Linked DNA regions of Gossypium hirsutum: region 2 is linked to region 1. Evidence: chromatin contacts called from public Hi-C data. All regions are on one chromosome and are shown on one strand. Each heading gives the region's core, a stretch centred on a gene start, on an enhancer-like site or on the middle of the called end of the contact. The rest is flanking DNA. Distances are from core to core; before and after follow the strand shown.

Evidence for each region. A called contact is a pair of places that touch in the nucleus more often than the background predicts.
Region 2: a contact with region 1 is called in a Hi-C map of leaf, with 2.7 times the contacts expected there. The contact joins the enhancer-like site here to the promoter of LOC107948236 in region 1. A contact is called at or near these places in 8 of 34 Hi-C or Micro-C datasets (callus, hypocotyl, leaf and 1 more).

The regions. Positions count from the first base shown.
Region 1 is chrA03:103,485,215-103,490,207 of Gossypium_hirsutum_v2.1, forward strand. It overlaps LOC107948236, which reads left to right and starts at 1,919. Exons shown (of 3, transcript XM_016882713.2): 1 at 1,919-2,143; 2 at 2,282-2,490; 3 at 4,203-4,698. The coding sequence starts at 2,051. The coding sequence ends at 4,479.
Region 2 is chrA03:103,531,113-103,536,402 of Gossypium_hirsutum_v2.1, forward strand. It overlaps LOC107949253 (a long non-coding RNA gene), which reads left to right and starts at 4,858. Exons shown (of 7, transcript XR_005917937.1): 1 at 4,858-4,912; 2 at 5,059-5,136. Within about 2 kb of position 1,294, at least 9 of the 9 cell types and tissues checked have an H3K27ac peak or open chromatin away from gene starts, as enhancers often do. A contact at or near this core is called in hypocotyl and leaf, where this site is marked.

The DNA of each region.
Region 1 (4,993 bases), core at 669-3,168:
TTAATCCTTTTATTAGCATGTTTTTAAGTACAAGTACCAATGTCACCAGCAAAAAATATTTATGTTAATTTATAAACAAATCTTATGCTGACATGTCGGGGTTTAATTGGTTAAAGCTTTTAACCTAACCCATATTGTAACAGTATTAGTGCCAAGAATCACAGTGATAAATGATTTGATAATATAGGTGTGAAATTGGAAAAATAATGATGGTAATACTTTAAACACCAAAAAAAGGTCACAATCACAAAGCATATTGCCAGCTTTAAACTTAAATATCTCTTTTGGCGAGCGGCGTTATAAGTCAAAAAGGTGGTATTATTTTTTATAAATTTGCACTTAAATGCGTTTGGAATTATTGGAAAAATAATGCACCCCAACATAGGCAGCTCCCATAAAATTATCCGTAAATCCAGAGATGCAGTGAGCAACTGGGAAAATCGAAAATCCAACAACGTCGCCGTCTTTCATCAATTGCGGTTGAGGACAAAGGGAAAGGATCCCATCATCTCCTGCTCGGCTCTATATGCTGTTGCTGAATGGACCATCAAACTATCGACTAATCTCCCAAAATGGAAAATTTGTTTTTTAATCAAATAATGTATTCCGCAAGCATCCAAAAAGCAAAGCAGCAGGTAATGCCCCCACACCATTTCCTTTTCAAAGGAATATAACAAGGGTAATCATCTAGTATTTTTTATTTTATTTACCTGTGCGGAAACTAGTCATGTCAACTGAATTGGAGAGGCATGTAAGGACCTTATACTTTGAATGCATTTAAATTGATCATAGACACGAACATACAACCCTGATATGGAACAAAAAACTTGAATTTCAAGATATCACAAGCAAGGTATTATACTAGTTCCAAGCACAAGTAAAAATGACGGATTATCAAGAGATTGGGGGCAATCGTTTGTTTTCAATACATTAAAATGATTATGATTCGATTCCAATCACGAGCTTAAATTCTGTTACTTCTAAACATGAGCTCAAACTATTTATTTGAAAAATAATGTTTCTAAATATAATTTAAATTGTTTATAAAAAGAAGTGATGCTTTTAAGTACGAGATTAAATTATACATCACAAAACATATTTTAAACCATCTCTTAACTCGATCTTTTAAAATATGAGGTTTCATGTCAAGTTTACTCCAAATGAAAATTATATAGCTTTTAAGACATTATTCAAAATTTGTAAATCTTGTCCAGATGGTTCAAAGATGAATTTAAACTTGAAGCGAAATCATTCATCCAAGATTAAGTATTATTATTGGATTCAAACTCTTCCTAAACTCATTTTTCAATATTCACATTTACAATTAATGTAAAATATTTAAATAACTTGACTCACTTGTCACTACAATAATAATTTATACTACTTATTTCTTTCAAAAGAGTTTACAAAAACAAATCATAAATAATACATATTAAATCAATTAAAATTAGAATCAATTCAATATAAAACACATCAAACTCGAAATAAAAATATATTCAACTTAAACCAAAATAAATTTTAAAAAAATCTTAAACCATCAAAGTTGGAATCATTGGCAACAATATTATTTGTTATACTTACATATAATATATATATTTTTAACGTTTATAGATTTTTATCATATTTGTTATTTTTTATATAATGTCTAAAATCACGAATAACCTACCTCAATCCTTAAATATGAGGATAATACATTTTAACGTAACTAAATTTACATATTTCTATACTGACAATAATATAAATGGCAATAACATTAAGAGTCAATGAGACTTAGATTAAATATCTTTAAAAGGAGTAAAATTGTGAAAATATGGTGTAAAGTGTTAACCAAAGCACTTTGACAGATTTTGAAAAATACTAACAATGTTTGAATTGAAAAAGTAAAATAATTGAATTATAACGTGGAAAAAGAAAAAGACATTTTACCTCTTTCCTTTCTTTTGTCTTCTTCTTAAACCTCAAAGAAGAGAACCCCCATCTATTTAGCCCTCCTTTTCCTTTCCATTTTCCCTCCCTTTAAGGCTTAACCTCAACCCAAAAACTCGTAACAATGGCCATGTCCGTCCCTATTTTAGCCATCATCTTTGCTCTCCATCTCATCGCCTTCGTCTTCGCCGTCGGCGCTGAACGACGCCGTAGCTTCGTACCCACTCTCACTCTCACTCTCATTCTCGCTCTCGCTCTCACTCTCACTCTCACTCTCACTCTCTCTCTCACTCTCACATGTGAAACTGTAATTTTCTGTTGTTTTAACTTAACTAGTGGTTTTTTTTAAATGAAGGCTAAGGTGGTGCCTGATCAGTACGACGAGAGGACCTACTGCCTCTACAGTACGGATGCGTCGACGGTGTACGGACTATCTGCTTTTGGTCTGCTCCTTCTTAGCCAGGTTGCTGTGAACGGCGTTACTAGATGTCTCTGCTTTGGCAAAGGCCTTGTCTCCGCCACTTCATCCACCACTTGCGCCATCTTTTTCTTCGTTTTCTCCTGGTAAATTTACCTAAGTCAAATCTGATTACCTTTTTTTTTTTGTTCTTTTTCTACCACTTCGATATAACATATTTTTACTTGCTTTGCCTGAGTTCATTTTGGAAGATCTATCTAGTATTCTTGTTAGTAATTTAGAGGAACAAATTTTCCAGTCTAGAAACTGATTATCTAGATTATAGGCTTTCTGAAATGGAAATGGTTGGTTTTGTCTGGATGCGCTGCAATTTCCCCACTGGTATAATCAATTATTCACGTGTATGGAGCCCACAAAGTTAACTTAGAGGCTAACAGGTTGTACAAAGATCCTAGCTGTTGAATTACTAATGCTTTATGATACTTGCAAAGTACAGTATTATGCTGTTGTATTTATTAAATTTGATAATGTTTCTATTCGTTGATTTAATTGAGAACATTTTTATTTAATGGGCTTTTGATTTGCATTTTCAATCTTTAACAAGCTAACCATTCACAAAGTTTTCAAAGCCAATAGACTGGTAAGAAGTATATTTTCGTCTTAAACCAATCAAACAAACAAGCTGTAACAAGCTACAGCAACTAAGACATAGAAACATTTATGCCGGGCCTCTCTTCAAGTTCTATTAATTTTATCCATGTCTATTTTGGTCGTGGTTTTCAATATTTTATCCAATGCAATACCAAAGTTTTCATTATTCTAACATGTTAAGCTATCGATCTGCTTCTTATGTGGCTAATCTTTGTCACCTTATCTTCTTTAAGAGCCATCTCAACTTGGAGGTGAATATCTAGTTTCTAACCACATCTTTCTTAGCCTTACCACACATCCCATCTTAACGTTTGCAACTTCGCTATACTTGTCTCTTGTATATGTTGCTTCTTGTTAGCCTAACATTTCATACCATGGAAAAACAAGATTGGTCATTGATAGTAGTCAAATAGAACTTCAACTTCAAACACAGCTGTATTGTGATCATAAAAAATTCCAGTTGCACTCTCCTAACCTTTGAGCCTTTAGTGTTTGCGTTCACAACTAATTTGATGTTTATGTGTCCCCTTTCGCCTCTGTAATTTAATCCTACTGTCTAGGACATGTCTCACTTTCTTATGTCTCTTTGGAATGAGCATCTAAACCTAGAAATCAATTTAGCTAGCTATGCAACAAAACCTCCCTACCCTTGTGGTCATAAAGTAGTCTTTTTTGCTTGCGTTTATTTCAGTCTTAGCCAGAGTCCTTTAATAATTTTTTCATAAAATTGAGTCAAAAGATACAACTAAATCCAGGATGGTCTTTCCTGCCTTGTATCTATCCCCATAATCATATTCTTTATGACCACTGTCAACCCCATTACAACTAAGCCTTCCATGTTCATGAGAATTACCTCCAATTGAAATATTTTCTTCTTAGGTATTCCTAGCACCACTTTATCTAAATCCTCCTAAATTTTTGCTTGCTAGCATAATCTTTAAGCCCATTTATACACTGCAAATAGGCATCAATAATGTTTTAAGCTGTCTCCTAGTATGAGTTAAAATGAGAAAAATCTTATCACCCCCATTCTATTGTCAATAATCTTATCAACCAACTGATGACTTTAAAACTAAATCTTATCACTTGGAGATACCATTATTTGACCCCATTCACAATATGGGCAAGTATCTTAGTATCTTTAGTGCACTAAAACCATTTTGAATGTTTGAGTTTGTTTTCTAACAAAATATGAGCAATGAATTAGGTTAAGCTTTTTGGGAGCTGAGGCATGTTTACTGGCGGGATCAGCAAAAAATGCATACCACACCAAGTACAGAGGAATCTTTGGCGGAGAGAACATTTCATGTGCTACACTGAGGAAAGGCGTATTTGCTGCTGGAGCTGCTCTAACTTTGTTGTCATTGGTGGGATCAGTCTTCTATTACTGGGCTCACTCTAGAGCTGATACCGGTGGATGGCAGAAACATCAGAATGAAGGCGTTGGCATGACAGAGCAGCCTCCTGAATTTGGTAAGGTCTGACTCTATTGTGCCTCACGTCGTTTTAATTCCCTAAAATTTTGGTGGTATCTGTCAAGAGAGGTATTGATAGATCAAGAATGAATAGACTAAATGAGCTTATGGATGAATATAAGTTGTGTAGCTTCAAAGATAAATTATATTATATAGGATGCTATCGTTGTTAATATTTTACCTACTTACTTGGCCACGTTTTCAATGATGATATGGTGCCTTTCTCAATATTGCTGCATGTTAATTACTCTCAATCGTATAGTCATCTTTAATCAATGTTTTACATTGTTTGATCCAGTCATACAAGTACAGTAAAAAGTGGCACATTGTTTCATTCTTCACTAATATATACATTAATAATAGGTTATATCTGCTGTTATCTTTTTTTGCAAGTTTTGCTTTAGATTCAACTATAACTAAATTAACCAAATTAGATTTAGGGTTCATTTGTTTACATATAAAAGATTTTACGGAAAATGTTTTTTACATTTTCCTGTGTTTGTTTCACAGAAAACAACTTGAT
Region 2 (5,290 bases), core at 44-2,543, 45 kb after region 1:
TCCAGTCCACCCGCCCCTACTCCTCCAACATCCCACTCTTTACTTTATTTGAGTGTAGATTCTGAAAAACATACACGACAAAGAATTTCTGTCTGATGTCAAATAAAAAATATATATTATTATTACTTTTTCTATTATTATGTTGTTAAATATGTCAAGTTTGATTAAATGATTAGTAGGGGAAAATGAGAGATCCGGGGTATCTTCATTCTTGTAGATTACCAAAACCAAATTTAATGCTCCAACAACCAGATCAGGATATCCCCTAAATTTTGCTCATTTTATTTATTTTCACTATTAATAACATTTTCTTAATTTTATGACATTGGAATGGTGGAATCCTATGTTTTGAAATTGGTGATGTAACTGGGTAAGATTTGTTAAAAAAGAGAGTGGAAAACAACTCTTTTGAGTATGGATCCCGTTGTCAAGAGTGTGATCTTCGCTCTGGTTATAAAATAATTTTAAAATTCGTGATCAATATCTACTCTTTAATAAATTTACAGAATGCGAAAAATTAATTATTAAATTTATTTTGATAAATACCTTGAAAAAAAATATTATTAAGTTTAATTTTTTAACATGTGTTTTAGAGTCTATGTACTGGCCTTCTCATGATTTGCTCCTGGAGCATCATGAGATGGGTGGCTATTAACTGTTTGAAGAATTTGGTAGGCAGGTGGATGTTGGTCATGTTTCATGTGAATTTTACGCCAACTTTTACCGTTAACTCGTTATTTTTAAATCGGTAGTTTTAATTTTAATATTATTTGAATTTTAAAATTTTAATATTAAACACTTAATTAAATTTTATTATTAATGTATTACACGTAAAACTGTATATCTAATACATGTTTTTCAATTTAATTATTCATAATTCTTATAATTTTTAAAATTTAAAATTTTAATATTGATGTAAATATGGTTAAATGTATTAATTAAATTTCCTACAAAAATTGCAAGAGCAATGTACAACAGATGGATGTATGTTTTGAATGAGTTAGATGGAATATTTTCTTTCTTTCTTTCTTTGTAAATTAAAGTCCTTAACAAGTGATAGAGCTCATCTAAAAGGTTCAATAGCAGACGAGCTTTAAATCCAATTTCATCAAATTATGATGACCCTGAGGAGCTTATTTGAAAGCCTAGGTAGGCCATTAAGAAAAACAGTAGGATTTGAGTTAGATATGAAAAAGCCTCTATTTCAAAGTGAAGCCAATAGGTCCGGCCCTTACACCCAACCTAAATGTCCACACAAAAACAAATAAAGACAAACTAGGCTAGCTGCTCATACCAACTGTCCAAAGAAAACATAAAGAGCATAGAAAGGAGTAAACCAGCTGGCACACAAAACAAAGCTTTACCATTCCAGGCATGTGAAACACAGCGAGTTTCAACACCCAGAAAAAACACTGATGAAAAAACGATTAGAAGCATCCTCGAAACTCAGAAACAGCCCTTGTAGCCCCTGCCGCTTATCCTCTTGTATCTGCTGTAACATGAAACTCGGCACCTCCTCTATCCAGTACCTTTAACTCCCCTTCTTCATGCCTGTTGCCGCAAGAATATGTGTTGCTTTGTTACCATCCCTGGGCGTGAATCGAGCCTCACAAAAAAGGATATGCCGAAACAACAATCCAGTATCTTCAACAATGGGTCTAACTAGTGAGAAACCCGGCGACAACTTCTTGACGATACACAACGAGTCCCCTTCTAAATCGTCTAATTAGTTGTGTATTTCTGTTTTCATCATCCAACTATACAAAATTTCATTTTCGTCTCTATTGCATGTCCTTTTAAATTGGTATAATTACACATTAAGATTGTAAGGTTTACACATGCTATCAATTTAATCCCAATTTTAAATAATTCAACAAATTTAACCTCTATTTTTACAATTACTATTAATTTGATCCTGTTCTCCTCCTCCCTAATTGTCACTTTCTCTGTCGCTGCGACAACTAACTTATCATTGATCCCTGCACCAGCTATTTTTTATTCGTGTTCTCGCTATTGCCATTGTTATCCTTTTTCAATGGTGCAACTGCTACAGTCGCCTCTTCTGCTGCCCTCCACCTACTCTGCGTCACAATCACTTTCTCTACCTTAAATACGATCATTCATTCTCCTTCTTCGATTTATAAAATATTATTTATTTTAAATAGTATTTACATGAAATATGTTATTTTTATTTTAAAATAATAAACGTCGTGGAAAAGAAAACTAATTCTCTAAATATTAATTAATAACGTTATCAATTCCTTAATTTTATATGTGGAGCAGGGATTTAAATTGCGGTTGTGGCCGCATTTTTTTTGTCTCATTGCATTTATCACAGTTGCGGACATAACGGATGCTATTGCGGTCACTGCGGGTATCACGGTTGTGAATTTTTTTAAAATTCGTACAACTTATTATAAAACATAATAATTATAATTATAATTATAAAAAGTCACTTTTAATGACTTTTAGAGTGTTTTTTAACACATGAACTTTTATTAGTATGATATGAGAACACAACTTTTATAATCATTAATTATTCTTATATATACTTACGAATTTTCTAGGAATGTTATATTAACTAATAACAAAGTAAAAAAAAAAGGAAATATTAAACATTTATCATATTTAATAAGTTTGAAAGTTTTTATAGATAAAATAATTTAAAATTCATACTTGAGAGATGTCTTCAATATTTCTTGACAGCTTTGAAGATGGTGAAGATATAAACATTCTATGCTGCAAAAGGAAAAAAGGAATAGATAAATATATAGATTCTCATTAATTATTTCTATTTCTTACCACTTATTCTCACTATCATTCTACTTTTATATATAGTTTAACATGCTTCAATTCTTAATTATCTTTTCATAAAATATACTTCATTCATTTATCTAAAGGTATATTTTAAATGTTTTAATATAATCAAAATTAAGAACATTAACAAAAGTTTTCTTTAAAAAAAAACATACCTTACAAATAATGGTAGCGGTACGATTTAGTTTTCACCAATTAGTGGAATGACGCGGAGTATCAAATCTTTCACATTCACTTTGAGAGTGTTCTTGACTTGATTCTCTTGGTCTTTATCCAAAAATATATCCAAAAAAAGTAATATTTTCACCTTGGTTTTCATATAATTGATATGGAGGATATATTTGGAGAGGAGGATACATGAGAGGCGGAGGTGGGTGATACATTGGTGGTAGAGGATGCATTTGAGGCTGGTATGGCATACCGTAATTAGGAAATGGTGGATAATAACCATATGGTTATGGATAACCATGTGAAGGTTGAAAATATGAAGGTTGTTCTGGTAAATAAAAACCTTGAGTGCTAGTAGATGAATCACTATACTCGAGGTTACTAGAGCTCGATCCCTTACCAGATGAAAAGTCTACAAAAGTATGCTTCTTGCCTTTTTTTTTTGATGGAGCTCTAGGTTCACTTTTATCTCTCTTAAGTTCAGGAAACATATATCTATCAAACTCTAATCTATCACGAAAATGTCCACTAGTGGTACCAACCTCATATTCTCTTCTATACCGACTAGAAGACCTAATTTCACCTCTATCACCACTATGTCCATCATCCTCATCAATTGGAATTAAACCACCACCATCGGGTCCATCGCCACTCTGACTTGGCATTGAACTAGAAGTTCAATGAGATAAATTTTGTTGTTGAGATTGATCAACATCCATTCCATCATCAGAGGTATCCACAGGAAACACACCGGTATTTTCACCATCTAACAATGGATTCTCTTTCTCATGAAGCCATTTTGATAGTGGATCAACATCTTCAAAGATATGATCAAGGCTGATAGGATTAAAACTAGCATTTATATCATCAATGCTCATTCTTTTTTGATGCCTTATCTGAAACCTCATATTATAATAGGTAAACATTAGTTTCTCAAGTTTTTTATACTTTTACCTATTTCTTGCCTTGGTGTGAATATAACTAAATGTGCCCTAATTTCGTTCGCAATTTGATGCAGAAGTTGTTTGACTAAGCACTTTAATTGCTAATTTTTGTAATTCGGGAACATATGTGTCGTATATTATCCACCACTCAGCTGCATAATATTATTTAAATTTCAAAATAACTTCAAAATGTACAATATAATTAAATAATATAAATTAAATTAAATAATTTAATTAACTGTTTACCTAGATTCATTGGCTTCCAAGCTCTTTGTGCTTGTGGAGTACCGAATGTCTCATGTTTATCTCTAAATAGTAACGATTGCATAAATAAAAGATAGAGTAAAAATTAAAAAAAAATAATTCTATTTCAAATTATGTAACTAAATTACAAATAATAATACTTGAATCTAACCTGATTAACCATTCTGACTTAAGCATCAAGAGAAGGTTCTAATCTTTCAATTACTGATCGTGTACCTTCTAAAGTTTCTATTAGTACATTCTCAAAATGCTCCACCCCGAATTGAAATTGAGAATTGAGAAAATAACCTAAGCATAATTTATAAGAATATCATCAAATAATAATCTAAAGCTTAAAATAATAAAATATAAAAATAGTTTTTAATTATATGAAACATTTTATCTTACACTACAGTAAAACAGGTTTTTATCGGCGTTTTTAGTGGCGTTTGGATAAAAAACGCAGCAAAGGTAAAGCATTAGCGGCGTTTTTGCATAAATGCAGCAAAAAGTAAAGCAATAACGACGTTTTTCTCATAAATGTAGTAAAAGGTAAAGTAATAGCCATAAATATTTTTTTACTTTTATTAAAAAGGCGCCGTTTTGGCATATAAAAATCTATAAACAGTAACCCTCTATTAAATCCCTTTTTCTTATTTATTTTTTATTAATTTTTTCGCTTCCCAGATATAAATTTCCTTCGATTCTCTTTCTCCTTTGTCTGTCTTTTCTTCTTGCTCGTGGGTTTTCTTGCCTTTTTTTTAATTCAAATTTTCTCTATATTCTCTACTCTATGTTGTTTTATTCTTTTTACTTGATGAAATCTTATATTCAATTCTTTGGCATATTAAAATTTCTTTTTTTTTTGTTGTTTTTTCCTTTCTAGGTTTTGTCTTTTGATCTCAAAACTTTGTTATTTGCTGTTAAATACGTCCTCTCACATCGATTTTGAGGGTTTTTTAAGGTAAGAAGTTGGTCTGATTCCTTTAGATTTAATTAGGGTTTTGTGGGTTCCCTCAAATTTTCTAATATCATTTCAATGCAAAAGTTTTAACATATTCTAGGTTACTCCATTCTTGATTTGGTACAATTAGTAATTCTTTTTTTACGATGCTAAT